Regions from separate parts of the Triticum aestivum genome. Here all the other regions are linked to region 1. The links are chromatin contacts, called in public Hi-C maps. All regions are on one chromosome and are shown on one strand. Each heading gives the region's core, a stretch centred on a gene start, on an enhancer-like site or on the middle of the called end of the contact. The rest is flanking DNA. Distances are from core to core; before and after follow the strand shown. Region 1 holds the start of LOC100270668 (alpha,alpha-trehalose-phosphate synthase [UDP-forming] 1). Region 2 holds the start of LOC123182650 (VQ motif-containing protein 4). Region 3 holds the start of LOC123182651 (homeobox protein HOX1A).

Region 1 (4,796 bases), core at 614-3,113:
CCAATGAGAAGATGCATGCGTAAGCAGATGGGAGCTGTAGTTCATCTGTGGCATGCGTCAAGGCATTGGCTAATTCCGGGTTCTTTATGCTTTTAGCTGGCTTGTGCACGTGTCGGGCTTGTTCATATCTTTTGAGTGGTTTCTGCTATCAACAAACGACATGCATGATGCTGGGTTTTGTATTGTACCGGCTAGTTAGTCCCAGCTGGATCCCCCATTCTTCTTATAGAAGCAGGGTTGTCATGGCCTTTTTTCTGAACATGCTAGGAATTCATTCATTTCACCCCTCAACTATTCCTTGAGTCCAACTTTGGTCCAGGAATTTGAATATGAATAACATAAACCCCAACTCTTAAAACTAGATAACTTTGTTCCCTTTCTCCCGATGTTTCTTTTTTTGTCGAATACGCATAGCATGCATATCATATATATATTGAGAGAGAGAGAAAGGGTACAAGAGCCCTCCATCGAGGGTGTTACAACACACCCGTCTACTCCATGCTAACACACAAATCTACGTCTCATTCGACACCCACATTTGAATCCGCGAGAAGAGGAGCTCTAAGCCCGGTGTTCTCAACAATCCCGCCATCCTCCAAGCTCTACCCTCAACAAGAACCCTGCCTAGCAACCGCTGCAAAGATGGCGACTCACCGTAAAAAACAATCATGTTCCAGTGCTTCCACAACTCCCAAAAGGCCAGTGTGAGCAAAGCTCGCAAATCCTTGTCATGCATGCCTTGGATGCACTTGCCCAAGATCCAAATAGGGAGGGCGCTTGTCTGTGTGGGGGTCCAGTCCGGCTTGTACAGAGCTGTGCACAGCTGTAACCAGAAGGCTCTCGAGAAGACGCATTACAACATGATATGACTCATGGTTTCATTCTCCTGGTTGCAAAGTGGGCAAGTATCCTGATGCGGCAGTCCACGTCTAGCCAAACGATCGGAGGTCCAACAACGATTCTTCATGGCGAGCCAAACAAAGAACCGACACTGCGGGGGGGGGGGGGGGACTTCCACGTGGAATCAGCCGTGGGGGCAAGCTGTCTTCCCATGAACAATGTTGCGTACGCCAATCGAGCAGTGTAAGCGCCACCCGGCTCCCAAGCCCACTTGGTGACATTCGGAATCCCAACTTGTATTTGTATGTTTCCAACGCGCTGCCATAATACCATGAACTCCATGAGGGTCGGTGCATCCATGTCCAGCCCCACGTCGTTGGCCCGCCGTCCGTTCTCCATGGCCTCATGCACACGTAGTTGTGAGCTCACACGGGGTGATACCATTCTTCCCGACGTTGAAGTACTTTGATGGATGACACAACGGTGATTCTGCACATGTGAAAGCATAGTAATAAGGAAAAAAGTTACTACAAAACATGAAAACAAGAATATGAAGACAAACTATTGTGTAGAGAACTTAAGAAATATGGAAAATATGGAATTTTAAAAACAGAAAATGATTCCTAGGAATATTCATGAACGAACAAGAATTATGGTTGAGTACATTTCTTACTTTCATTTTTTCGTCAAACTATAAGCTATGATTTTTAAATTGGTATGTATGTTTTCATTTATAGCAGTCACATATTTCTCTAGCTCATATAGAACATTTTTATAGTCTCCCTTAAAAAGGTACATTGTCATGTATTTCCTTTCTCTTCTAGTCTACTACTAGCATTCCATTCCATTACAAGAGCAAATTAAAAGCAGGGCCTGGAATACACGATGATTTACACTAAACACCTCTAGGCCCGAGGGCTGCAGCCCTGCCGGGCAGGAGGGACAGTTTCGCAAATATACGCGCAGCCGGTTCCTTTTTCTTTATATAAATACGGTTCGTGGATTCGAGGTGCTGCTAGCTGGATCCCAGGCCCAGCGATCCTATAAAAAGGTGCCAATCGCCCCCACCCCGACCTGCACATATCGGCTCGTGCTCTCAAACAAGGGTGCGAGTTCCAGGCGTGGCGGCCCTTCTTGCATGTTGCATGAGGTACCACCCCCCTCCCCCTCTCCCTCCCTAGTGTATTCTCCTCTGCTAGTCCCCTCCCATCCCTCGGACGAGTTCATCACATCTCTCACTCTTGTTGTAACCAGCCGGCCGGAGTCGGAGTCTCGTCCCATTGCAGAGCAGAGCGAGGCGGCGAAGGCGGCCTTGATATAGGGTGAGTTGTTGATCTGTACCGCGTCGTCCCTTTTCTTCTCGCTTCTCGTTCGCCCGTGCGGCGGCGCCGCCTCGCTTGGACGGATCAAGGCCGGCGGGCAGGGTGGTTCCCGCCGATCTCACCGGGGACTAGTAGATTAGATTGGTAGTTCCGATGCCGGGGGCCGTATGGGCCGTGAACGCGATCACGGTCCGGCCTTCTCCGGGTGTTGTAATCGCATTCGATTTCCGTTACGGAGAGTTTTTTTGTTGTTGTTAAGTTTATTTTTCCTGTTATTAGTAGTAGAGTACAGTTTTTTTTAGGGAAAAGTAGAACGGAACGTGATTACGGTATTTGCGCTTGAAACTTTTTGAAAAAAAAGGTGGAGGAATTGTGTGTGTGTGTGTGTGTGTGTGTGTGTGTGTGTGACGAACGGTGGGCGTAATAAAAGAGGATTTTCTGCGGCCCGGCGCGCTTGACTAGGCCCGTGCTCCTGGCTGGCGGCTACCTCACTGACGCGCGGGCCCCACCCCGCGCCGTTTTAGCAGGGTCCGTCCGTGGCGAGCGAGCCGCTGCGCACACGAGTCACACAACGCAACACGAGAGGAAAGCAGCGCAATTAAGCCCAGCCGCGCCTCCTCCTCGGGACGCGCGCGCCGTTCGCCGTTCGTCGCTCGCCGCCGGCCGCCGCCCATGAGTGATGGGCCGTCTCGTTTGTCTGCCTTGTCGCGCCGCCGTCGCTCACCGCGCGCGCCCGCCTAATGCTGCAGGACGAATCATCCGGCGGGGGAGTCGTCTGGGAAGTTCATGAGCACTGACGCCGCGGGCAGCAACATCATCAGCAGAAGAAGAAGCAGGCTGGGCGACGAAGCCATGCCGACCCCGTCCTCCAACGCCCCCGACTCCTCGCCCTTCTCCAACGACGGCGGCGCCTCGCCGAGCGCCATCGAGCGCGTGCTCCGGGGCAGCGGCCGGCGCCACCACCTGCCCACCGCCGCGTCCCCCGACGCCATGGACACGGACGTCGCGGAGCCCGCCGCGGCCTCCCTCGCCGACTGCGGCGCCCAGTCGCGCCCCGAGGGCGGCCCGCACGCCAGCATGGACGACGCCGGCGGTGGCGGTGGCGGGTCGGGGGGCCACGCCCCGCGGCCGCCGCTCTCGGGTCCCCGCAGCGGGTTCCGCCGCCTCGGCCTCCGCGGCATGAAGCAGCGCCTCCTCGTCGTGGCCAACCGCCTCCCCGTCTCCGCCAATCGCCGCGGCGAGGATCAGTGGTCCCTGGAGATCAGCGCCGGTGGCCTCGTCAGCGCGCTCCTCGGTAATCCCTTCTCCTCAATGTCATGTGCCGGAGCGATGCATGCATCAGAGTCCTGCACTAGCAGCAGCTGCATGTACTGAATTTTCTGACTTCGCAGGTGTGAAGGATGTCGACGCGAAGTGGATCGGCTGGGCCGGCGTGAACGTCCCCGACGAGGTCGGCCAGCAGGCTCTCACCAATGCACTCGCCGAGAAGGTTCGTTGCAATCCACAGAATCCAGGACATATTTGATGTCAACTGAACCAATAGAACAGTGCTTTCTGTTTCTTTACCGCTCTAGTTCGTTCTAGTGACTGAAACCATATCTGTTTCTGCTGATCAAACAAAACAGAGATGCATACCAGTGTTCCTGGACGAGGAGATCGTGCACCAGTACTACAACGGCTACTGCAACAACATACTGTGGCCGCTCTTCCACTACCTCGGGCTGCCGCAGGAGGACAGGCTGGCAACCACCCGGAACTTCGAGTCGCAGTTCGACGCGTACAAGCGGGCCAACCAGATGTTTGCTGATGTGGTCTACCAGCACTACCAGGAAGGGGATGTGATCTGGTGCCATGACTACCACCTCATGTTCCTGCCCAGGTGCCTCAAGGAGCATGACATCAACATGAAGGTCGGGTGGTTCCTGCACACGCCGTTCCCTTCCTCGGAGATTTACCGCACTCTGCCATCACGCTCGGAGCTGCTTCGCTCCGTGCTCTGCGCTGATTTAGTCGGGTGAGCATGCATCTTGCTTTTATAAGTAATGGTTTCTTTACAAGTTGTTCTATATGCTTGTTCTTAGCTCTGACTGATTTTCTTCTTCAGATTTCATACTTACGACTATGCAAGGCATTTCGTGAGCGCATGTACCAGAATACTCGGACTCGAGGGTACCCCTGAAGGTGTGGAGGACCAGGGGAAGTTAACACGGGTTGCAGCGGTACACATCAGAACTTTTATGTTAGTTAGTTTGTTTATTATCTGACATGTTTGGGATCAGTGGCGGTGCTTCACTAGGGTCTCTCCTCGTTGTGAAATGCCATTAGTTGAAGCTATTCATGATTTTACCTATTCCTACCTCTCATTATGATGATTTATACAATATCCAATTTGTTTTTTGGAAAATGGGTGATTCTTTTTACTCACGTGGCTGAAATCTTCAGTTTCCTATTGGGATAGACTCTGATCGTTTCAAAAGGGCGTTGGACATTGATGCAGCAAAAAGACATGTCAATGAATTGAAACAGCGATTTGCGGGACGGAAGGTGAGAAAACACTTGAAATTTCCAAACAGCTGATAGGATGCTGCTATTGTATTTTTGAATTTTCCAGATCTACCTGGCACATTTTAGCGG
Region 2 (4,796 bases), core at 944-3,443, 500 kb after region 1:
CGCCTCCGGTCATATCTTCGTAGTGCTTAGGCGAAGCTCTGCGCGGATCACTTCACCATCACCGTCACCACGCCGTCATGTTGACGGAACTCATCTACTTCCTCGACAACTTGCTGGATCAAGAGGACGAGGGACATCATCGAGCTGAACGTGTGCAGAACTCAGAGGTGCCATACGTTCGGTACTTGATCGGTCAGAGCTAGAAGAAGTTCGACTACATCAACCGCGTTGTCAAACACTTCCGCTTACGGTCTACGAGGGTACATAGACACATTCTCCCCCTCTCGTTGCTATGCATCTCCTAGATAGATCTTGCATGAGCGTAGGAAAATTTTGGAATTGCATGCTACGTTTCCCAACAGATGTGTGTATGATTAGTGCACAATTATGAATGGGGGCGTCACAATCCTTCATCATGCCTTCCATGTTTGCCGTTTTTGGCCGATTTGATATCTTGATCGCAACAGCAACCTACTCGCTCCTCCCCCCGCCTACATCTCGCTTTCGACCTTTCTTTTTTGATCGACATGATAAATTAACCATAATTTCAATCTACCCCACCCCTGGGCCTTCTCCGTCACAATGTGTCTGGTGTTTCCACTGTTTTGGTCCATGTGATAACTTCACCATGATAGCAATCTACCCTACCATCCTCCTTCTCTTTCATCAGGCCTCTGACATTTCCCTTTTTTGGCTAATCTAGTAACTTGATCATAACTGCAGTCTACCCCGCCCCTCGGCCTTCTCCTTCACTACACGTCTGGTGTTTCCACTTTTTTGGTCATCCGTTAAATTCACCATGATTGCAATCTACCTCGTCGTTCCGCTTTCTCCTTCATCACACCTCCGACGTCTCCCCTTTTTTGCCTGATCTATAACTTGATCATAACTACAATCTACCCAACCTCTCAGCCTTCTCCTTCGCCACACGTTTGGTGTTTCCCCTTTTTGGCTCATCTAATAACTTCACCATGATCGCCATCTACCCTGCCCCTCCGCTTTCTCCTTCATCACGCCTCGTATGTTTCCCCCTTTTTTGGTTGATCTGATAACTTGATCATAACTGCACTCTAACCCGCCCCTCGACCTTCTCCTCCACCACACATCTGGTGTCCCCCTTTTTTGGTCCATCTGATAACTTCACATGATCGCAATCTACCATGCCCCTCCGCTTTCTCCTTCGTCACACCTGGGATGTTTCCCCCTTTTTTGGTTGATCTGATAACTTGATCATAACTGCAGTCCGCCCCTCGGCCTTCTCCTTCACCACACATCTGGTGTTTCCCCTTTTTTGGTCCATCTGATAACTTCACCATGATTGCAATCTACCCTACCCCTCTGCATTCTCTTTCAACACGCCTCTGATGTTTCCCCTTTTTCGACTGATTTGATAAATTGATCATAACTGCAACCTACCATGCCCCCTCGACCTCCGCCTTCACCACACCCGTGATGTTTTTTTGTCGATCCGATAACTTGACTATAAATGTAATGTAGCCCGGACCTCCGCCTTCTCCTTCGCGATACCTCTCACGTTTCCCCTGGTTTAGCCAATATGATAACTTGACCATAACTGCAATTTACCCCGCCCCCTCCTTCTCATCCACCATGCCCCGACGTTTCCCATTTTTCCGTTGATCCGGTAACTTGACAATAGCTGCAATCTACCCCCCCCTCCCTCCGCCTTCGCCTGACCATGCGTTCGAACTTGAGTACATCCCAAAAAACATGTTTACAATTGATGGAAGCCAGATACAATTTTGGAGGTTCACACTGATTTGAAGTCGAGATCAAAGTGCAGTCCTATCCTTACAACACCACCTCTCTTTTTTCCACATCTCTCACAATTCCACCTTATGGTACTAGAGTGCTCTAAAAAACCGGGATTCAAATGTTGAGCGTAGCGTCAATGGTACCCTCACAATTTCACCTCTTATGGTAGGTATATTTTCGAAAACTAAAATAGTTTTCCATGGCACAAGCACAACAATACCATGACAAAGTAGAAAGAAAAAGGCTACCCAAGAAAATGAAAAGACTTTTTAGGAAAAGAGAATTGGTGAACTGAAAACCGGCAAGAAAATATGGGAGCGCGGAACGGACATGTCAAGCCCCACACACCAACTATGTGCATCACCTCACGGTCAAAGGGAGAATAAATAAATAACACTATATGCATCACAACTCCCTCGCTCCCTCCCCTTCTTATTCCCACTCCCTCTGCCGTCCCTGAACCCAGCCCCTTCCCCCCTTCCTCCCTCCTTCATCCATCCCCGACGAAACCAACCAACCAACAATGGAAGTTGCCGCGCCCAAGCAACTCCTCCCCATGGCGCCGCGGGACCCCAACTCCCCGTCCTCCTCCACCTCCTCCTCCTCGCCGTCCTCCGCCGCGTCGCCCTCCCACCACCGCCCCAGCCCGCTGCCGCCGTCCCCGAGGCCCGTGCCGCGCACCATCGACACCACCCCCTTCCCCACCACCTTCGTCCAGGCCGACACCGCCTCCTTCAAGCAGGTCGTCCAGATGCTCACCGGCGCCGACATGCCGCCGCCGGCGCCGTCCTTGCAGCCGCAGGCCCAGGCCCAGAGGCCCCCCGCGGCCGCCAACAGCAAGGCCGGCGCCCCGTGCCGGCCCAAGAAGCCGGCTTTCAAGCTCTACGAGCGCCGGAGCAGCATGAAGAACCTCAAGATGATCGCGCCGCTCGCCATGGCGGCCGCCGCGGGGGCGTCGCCGAGGAAGGCGCTGCCGGAGCTGCTGTCGCCCAGCGTGCTCGACTTCCCGTCGCTGGCGCTCAGCCCCGTCACGCCGCTGGTGTCCGACCCCTTCAACCGGTCCGCGTCGGCGTCCCCGGCGGAGCAGGAGGCGGCCGCGGAGCGCGCGGCCATCGCGCGGAAGGGCTTCTTCCTGCACCCGTCGCCCCGGGGCGGCGCCGGCGAGCCCCCGCCGCGCCTGCTGCCGCTGTTCCCCGTCACCTCGCCCCGGATGGCCTCCGCCTCGGCCGCCGCAGCACCGTCGTCGGAGTGAGCGAGTGAGCCGATCCGCTCCGCCGCGTAGAGCATGCGACGGCGGCGTACTATTAATCAATTGTCCGGAGTAGCTCGTCCTCGGTGCTAGTATGTTGTAATTTTTGCTCGCTTGGTTGAGCGACGGCTCGCGAAGGAACGGAACGGAAAGGATCACACTCTTTGAGCTCCTCCCCTGCCCTCTTCTGTTCTGTTCTTGGTGGATCGGTGCTAATTGTGCCTAATTTACTCTCAGAATTAACTCTGTCCGTTTCATCATGCAGTTAATTTCCGGAAAATATTTCCCATTCCTTTCTTTCTTCCCATTCATGGAAACGGCATGCACATCACTGGCCCGGGATCTCTCGTCTTTTAAGTTGCGCTACCAAAGCTTAATTTCCGCTAAGATACGAACCATCTACAGTCCTAATAATGGTTGCAGCATTCAGAATTCTTCCCAAATCTATCTAAGCATCCATCCTGACACAAGATGGAACAAAGGAATTCTTCCAGAATTCTCCTCAGTGTCTGTGATTAAATTCCCTGACAAGGCCGAAAGAGTCAGAGTATCTTCTTCAATGGCGTAGAATCAGAGGGGGGGCAGTGCCCCCCCTGTACTTGTTCCTGTAGATTCAGAGAGATTGCAGTGTCGATCGAAGGAACACAGGAACAAGCCGTCATGTCACATCGAGCCGTGACTTCTAGTCGTAGAATTATTGCAACTTTGAATTCTTCTTTTACATTTATGTGCCTTGAAGCGTTCCCTGCTGCTGCTAGTGATCTGGCATCTGGTTCGGGTCAAAGGAGACGTCGTTGTCATGCATCCAGCCAGCAGCACAAGGAAGGATGGTTCGAGTCAGACTGTCCAGTTGACCGTTCGGGACAGCGGGTGGTGGTGCGCCGGCGGCGGATGGCCGGCCGGCCGGCAGTCCAACCCATCCATCATCGGTGCACCTTTGCTTTTCCCCAAAGCAGCTCCGCTCTTGGCCTCGGTGGTGCGTGCACAACAGGTCAGTACGTATGGGCACATGCCCCCTCCCCCGACTTTACGAGGAGAAAACAACGAAAAGCAAGCAAAGTAGCAGTAGAAGTGTAGCAATGGAGAAAGCAAAGTTAGGGACAGGACAGGACAGAGAGAGCGTCCCACTACTAACTACGACCACCATGACCAAATGGCAAGGTGGTGGGCCCGCCTTGTTGACCGCTTTGGACCCGCCGGCCGGCAGCTACCTACTGTCCGGAGTAGTAGAACCGACGCGAGGAAGAAGAGAGTACACAATTCTTTGTGACGAAGATCTCATGGCAGTAATGAACCGTGAGCAGTGCCGAGTTTAATCCCGGCCGTGCACTGCCACCTGCTCCGGTTTGACTTGGGCGCGCGCTGATTAATCCCGCGATCTCCGTGCGGCTCCGTCCATCCATCATCGTCCCCGGACCGGACCGGGCGGGCCCCATGTGAGATACGACTAATCAGCGCCTTAATTTGCACCGTTCCAGCCTCGTCGCTTCGACCGCTCGCCCGTTCACGAAGCATCCACAGACACTTTTTTTTTTCTTTTTTTTGCGGGGGAAGCATCCACAGACACTGACCTCGTAATTAAACCGACGGGATTGGTAAGTCTCTGTCAACCGAGACTTAACGAAGTTTCAGTCGATGCTATGCTCGTGAGATCTTATATTGAGATCTGTGCATTTTTTTATTTTTTATTTTTATTTATATGTATTGTGTCACTCGATTGAGACTTCGTTAAGTCTGTCTCAGTCGGCTGAGATCTAGCCACACCCTTAAAGGA
Region 3 (4,796 bases), core at 1,245-3,744, 410 kb after region 1:
GAAAAAAATGAGTTTTCTGTCTTTTCCTTCCGTCAGAGGCACGGTTTTACTTTCGCGAGAGGCACGGCCGTGCATCTCGAAAATGAAAAAACATGTTTTCTGCTTTTCTCCTTCCGTGAGAGACACGGTTGTGCTTTCACGAGAAGCACGGCCGTGCCTCTCGGAAATGAAAAAAACGCGTTTTCCTTTTTTTTTCCTTCCGCGAGATACGCGGGGGTGCTTTCGCGAGAGCCACGGCTGTGCCTCGTTCGAAAAGGAAAAAAAACAAAACATGTTTTTCCCTTAAGGCATGATTTTGCTTCCGGTTGTGCTTTCGCGAGAAGCTCGGCCGTGCCTCTCGGAAACGAAAGAAACACGTTTTTTTCCTTGCGCGAACGGCACGGCCGTGCCTCTTTCGGAAGGGGAAAAAGTGCTCCCAATTTGCTTTTTCCGTCCGTTTTTTGTTTGATTTTTTTCGTGAAAAAAAGTTCGTCAAAACCTATCAACATAGGATCTAGTTTTGAAGATCTGGACGTCAGGAATCTAATGGTGAAAACGGTTAGAGATATAGATGCACGGTTTAAGAGAGAAAACATTTTGAATAAACGGATGTACGAAAAAAAAAAACTTTCAGGTTGCGACAAGTGACGCAGAGGAGATGGGAGTGATCTTTGAAAGGAGTAATCTTAATTAGTAATTTCGTCAGAGGCGTTTCCTATTTGGCGCCTCCAGCGCCAGTTAAAGCTCATTTTGCAAACTGGCGCCTGCAGCGCTGGCAACTGGGCCGGCCCATCTAATTGCTTCTGTTTTTCAAAACGAAAAGAAGTATGTATTGCGACTCGAACCGGCGACCTCCTCCCAGGAGCTACAATGCGCCAACAACCCCGCCACCAGACCTCAAGTGACAAATTTCAGCTTTCCATTCTTTTCATCTTTCCTCCTTTTTATTCTTCCTGGTTTGCATACTTTTTTGTTAAAATGGATGAACTTTTTAAAAATTTGTGAACTTATTTTCAAATTTGATGAACTATTTTTCAATTTCGATGAACTTTTTCTTAATTTTGATTAACATTTTTCCAAATCGGTGATATTTTTTTCATTTTTGGAGAACTTTTTTCAAAATCGATGAACCTTTTCAAAATCGACGGACTTTTTTCAAAATCAGTGAACTATTTTTTTCAAAGTTGATGAACTTTTTTCAAAATTGATGAACTTTTTCAAAATTAGTGAACTATTTTTTTCAAATTTGATGAACTTTTTCTAAATCGATAAACCTTTTCAAAATTGGCGAACCTTTTCAAAATCAGTGAACTATTTTTTTTCAATTTTGATGAACTTTTTTCAAAATTGATGAATTTTTTTTCAAAATCTGTGAACTTTTTTCAAAATCGATGAACTTTTTTCAAAATCGATGAACTTTTTTCAAATTTGTGATTTTTTAATCAATATTTCATGTATTTTTTCCTAAATTTTGTGATTTTTTTTTAATATTCGTGTTTTTTCTCAAATTCAAGATTTACTTCAGTTTCCGCACCTTTTTCAATTTTACGAACTTTCCTAAAATTCACGTTTTTATATGGTGCATTCATTTTTTATTTTATCATAAAATAATACGCATAATAGGCTGTGTATATAATAAGGGTTGTTTGTCCTAAAAAACAGCAACTAAGGAAGTACGGCCTAGTGGCTGTGTTCCAAGGTTTGGCTACAAGCGAATGACATAAATAATAGGGATCGCTGGGATTTGAACTCGCGATCACAATGTTGCAAGCGCACCGCACTAACCACTAGAACAAACTAATTTTGTTGTCTACCACTAGAAAACATTTCTAGTTAACCTTTTCGTGTAGTAAAACATTAACATTCACCCAATATAAATTATCTGAAAACAAGAAAGCGTAAATTTGAAAAAAGTTCATGGAATTTGAAAAAAAGTTCATTCAATTTAGAAAAAAAGTGCTGAACAAAATCGGTCCAAAATAGAAAGAAAAATGAAAAAAGAAAAGAGAAAAAGACATAGAAGAAAATGTTGAAGAATGTGAAACTGAGCACGTGAGAAAGCATCTGGCTGGTGGTTAGTGTAGCCTCCCCTCGAGCAGGAGGTCGGGCCGTTTGTTTTTTTTTTCCCTAAAAAAAAACCTACCGCGGGGCCGTTTTGCCTAAAAAAAACCCTACCGCGGGGCAGTTTGGGAGCAGCGCCGCACCAGAAAAAAATAGCAAGATGGGCCGAGCCCATATAGAAGCGCCAAATAGGAAACACCAGGGCTCCCTTCGTCAGAACTCTCTCTGTTGGCAGGGCCTAAATGAGCCAGTATCCACCTCCTAAAACGTTGCACAATTCTCTCGGTGGGCCCAAACAGCTCCCCCTCTCATGCGGACAAATGGGCCGAGCCGAGAGGCCATACGCCACCTACCGCGGGGCCGTTTTTTTTTTCCCTCAAAAAAAAAAACCTACCGCGGGGCCGTTTTGCCTAAAAAAAAACCCTACCGCGGGGCAGTTTGGGAGCAGCGCCGCGCACCTCGTGCCTTTTATTTTCAGTTTCCGCTCGCCCCCAATCGCTCACGTCACTCCGTCCGCGCGAGGAAGCGCCCCGTCGTGCTCCGCGACAGACCATCGCCGCCTCTCCGGGCGGCGGCGGACGCCAGCGCGGTGAGTACCCGGTCCGCCTCCCTTCCTCCCCGCCCCGCCCCGCTCCGCCACCCCCGCCCGACTCCCTCGACCCCGTCTCTTAGCTCCCGCCGCGGCCAAATCCAAACATTCAAGGTAGATTTCGCGCAGCGGTGGTTCGCGGCGCCCTAGTCTCCGCGAGGGCGGTGGGTCTGGGGGCGATTCGTGCGCTGGTGTTCGGTAGTTTTGGGTTTCAGTCGTGGCTGTGCGGGCTTAGTGATTCCGCGTAGCGGTGGTTGATGGATTGGTTCGGGAGTTCGGTTTAGAAGAGGGGGCGTGGTTTCTAGGGTTTTGATGGTTTTCTCATGCTAGATCAGGTAGTCGGGGCTCTGTATTTGGTTGATTCGGCTGATTGCCCAACTGGAAATCATAATTGCTTGCCATTGGCCCCCTTAGCCCTTGGGTAAGCAAACAAGTTCGGCTGATTTCAACTATAGATTGTGTGAGATGTGCTGTTCAAGTTCTGAGACGGTTTCATGGATAGTGCCAACTGCGGAAGTTGGTCACTGTCTGTAGCAAATTACAGAAAGCTGTAGGATTGAAAATGGTACTCCCTCCGTCCCATAATATAGCGTTTTTGACACTACACTAGTGTCAAAAAGACTCTTATATTATGGGACGGAGGGAGTAGTACATTGCTGATATTGCTGGCCAGGTGGGTGCTGGTATAAATTATTGTCATTCAGAACAAGTCACCTGTCTTGGCAGCAGTAGATCTGATTTTTAACGCACATTCATTGCAACAATGTGCTATTTAGATGTGCGTGAATCGCTCGTAGGCGCGTACCATTCTGAAGATGACTTAGTATGAAGCACATCTTGTATTGGTAATGGAATGAATGTACTGGCTTTAAAATTTTTGAAGATGCAAAGTTAGCTATCAATGCTTGATAAGTTATATGTGATCAGTTCTTACAACCACAAATGTTGATTATACTTTGTGTACTTGCTGCAGGTGCTGGTTCATTTGGTGCAACTACATACAGATCCATATTCTGTTGCAACTGCGCTCTGCAAGAAGACAATTTTCCGAAGCCGTCTTCTTTCTTTTACTAGAATATAAATAATTTCTGGCCGCCATCAGATGGACAAAAGCAATACTTCTGGCTGTGCTGAGGACACTATTGAGACTCGGAGTTATGCAAACTCTAGCCTGAACCCTGAGGCCCTTAAGCATCAAAGTTTTCCTTTTCCGTACACATCCCTGTCGGGGGAAAGGAAAAATTTCAAAAGGGCAGCTAACAGGGGAAGGAAAGGCTCCCGAGTATTGTCAAGTAGAACTTATCCTTTGAAGTCATCTGAGAGTACTGTCAGGGTTCTTCGTTCTAGATCAGTTGCAGATAAGTCACCTAGTGACGCTGTGCAAACTCCAACAGAAAGAGCCGCAAAGAAGCCACCTAGCGACTCTGTGGACACTCTAGTAAAACCAGCTGCTAAAAGAATAAAGAGGGATAGACCCACAAAGGGTGGTCCGGACGATGAGTTATCGAAAATTCGTAAGCGAATTAGATACATTTTGAATCGGATGAACTATCACCAAAGTTTTCTTGAAGCATATGCCAGTGAAGGCTGGAAAAATCAAAGGTTCGCCACCTCTCTATTCATGTATTTGATTTGATTTGCTGGCGTCTTCTCCTGAATTCACCTTTGCATTCGTAGCTAAAGTTTCATTTGTTATTACCCCTTCTGTTCGTTCTATAAGGTGTTTTAGTTAGCAAAATTTCCCGATTGTAAGGTGCATTTATCTGTTTGCGCTGATCTTAGCCCAACTCGGTTGTTATCCCATCGTACTGCAGTTATTGCGCCATCCACACCGCCCCTCCTTCAACTCGTCGTTTCACATCCATGTGTGCATGCATGTTACTTGCTTATTCTGGATAGCTAGCTACAGCAAACAATTATGACTCCGGACACCATGCATGCATACTATTGCTTTACTCCTCCGGTCGTTTGATTGGATGGCCAATTAAACAGCTGCCGGAAATTGATGAACTAATACACATTGTAGGCAGGGGTGAAATCCATAATACCCCTCTAAGCTCCTCCTTGGTCTTAGTGAAGCAACTAATACACCTTACAAAGGGGAATGGAGGGAGCATTCACTTTTAGTTGAACTATTGCATAGGCGTATTTGGTGCTGTTGCTTCTT

Evidence for each region. Hi-C and Micro-C count contacts between places; a contact is called where the count stands out from the background.
Region 2: a Hi-C map of leaf shows a contact between it and region 1, with 5 times the contacts expected there. The contact joins the promoter of LOC123182650 here to the promoter of LOC100270668 in region 1. A contact is called at or near these places in 2 of 5 Hi-C or Micro-C datasets (both in leaf).
Region 3: a Hi-C map of leaf shows a contact between it and region 1, with 3 times the contacts expected there. The contact joins the promoter of LOC123182651 here to the promoter of LOC100270668 in region 1. A contact is called at or near these places in 3 of 5 Hi-C or Micro-C datasets (all in leaf).

Annotation. Positions count from the first base shown.
Region 1 is chr1D:433,372,194-433,376,989 of IWGSC CS RefSeq v2.1, reverse strand. LOC100270668 (alpha,alpha-trehalose-phosphate synthase [UDP-forming] 1) reads left to right here and starts at 1,863. Exons shown (of 19, transcript XM_044595297.1): 1 at 1,863-1,990; 2 at 2,095-2,162; 3 at 2,912-3,456; 4 at 3,554-3,651; 5 at 3,788-4,176; 6 at 4,267-4,381; 7 at 4,605-4,706. The coding sequence starts at 1,979.
Region 2 is chr1D:432,873,633-432,878,428 of IWGSC CS RefSeq v2.1, reverse strand. LOC123182650 (VQ motif-containing protein 4) reads left to right here and starts at 2,193. Exons shown (of 1, transcript XM_044595293.1): 1 at 2,193-3,265. The coding sequence starts at 2,297. The coding sequence ends at 3,025.
Region 3 is chr1D:432,965,084-432,969,879 of IWGSC CS RefSeq v2.1, reverse strand. LOC123182651 (homeobox protein HOX1A) reads left to right here and starts at 2,494. Exons shown (of 12, transcript XM_044595295.1): 1 at 2,494-2,629; 2 at 3,603-4,231. The coding sequence starts at 3,732.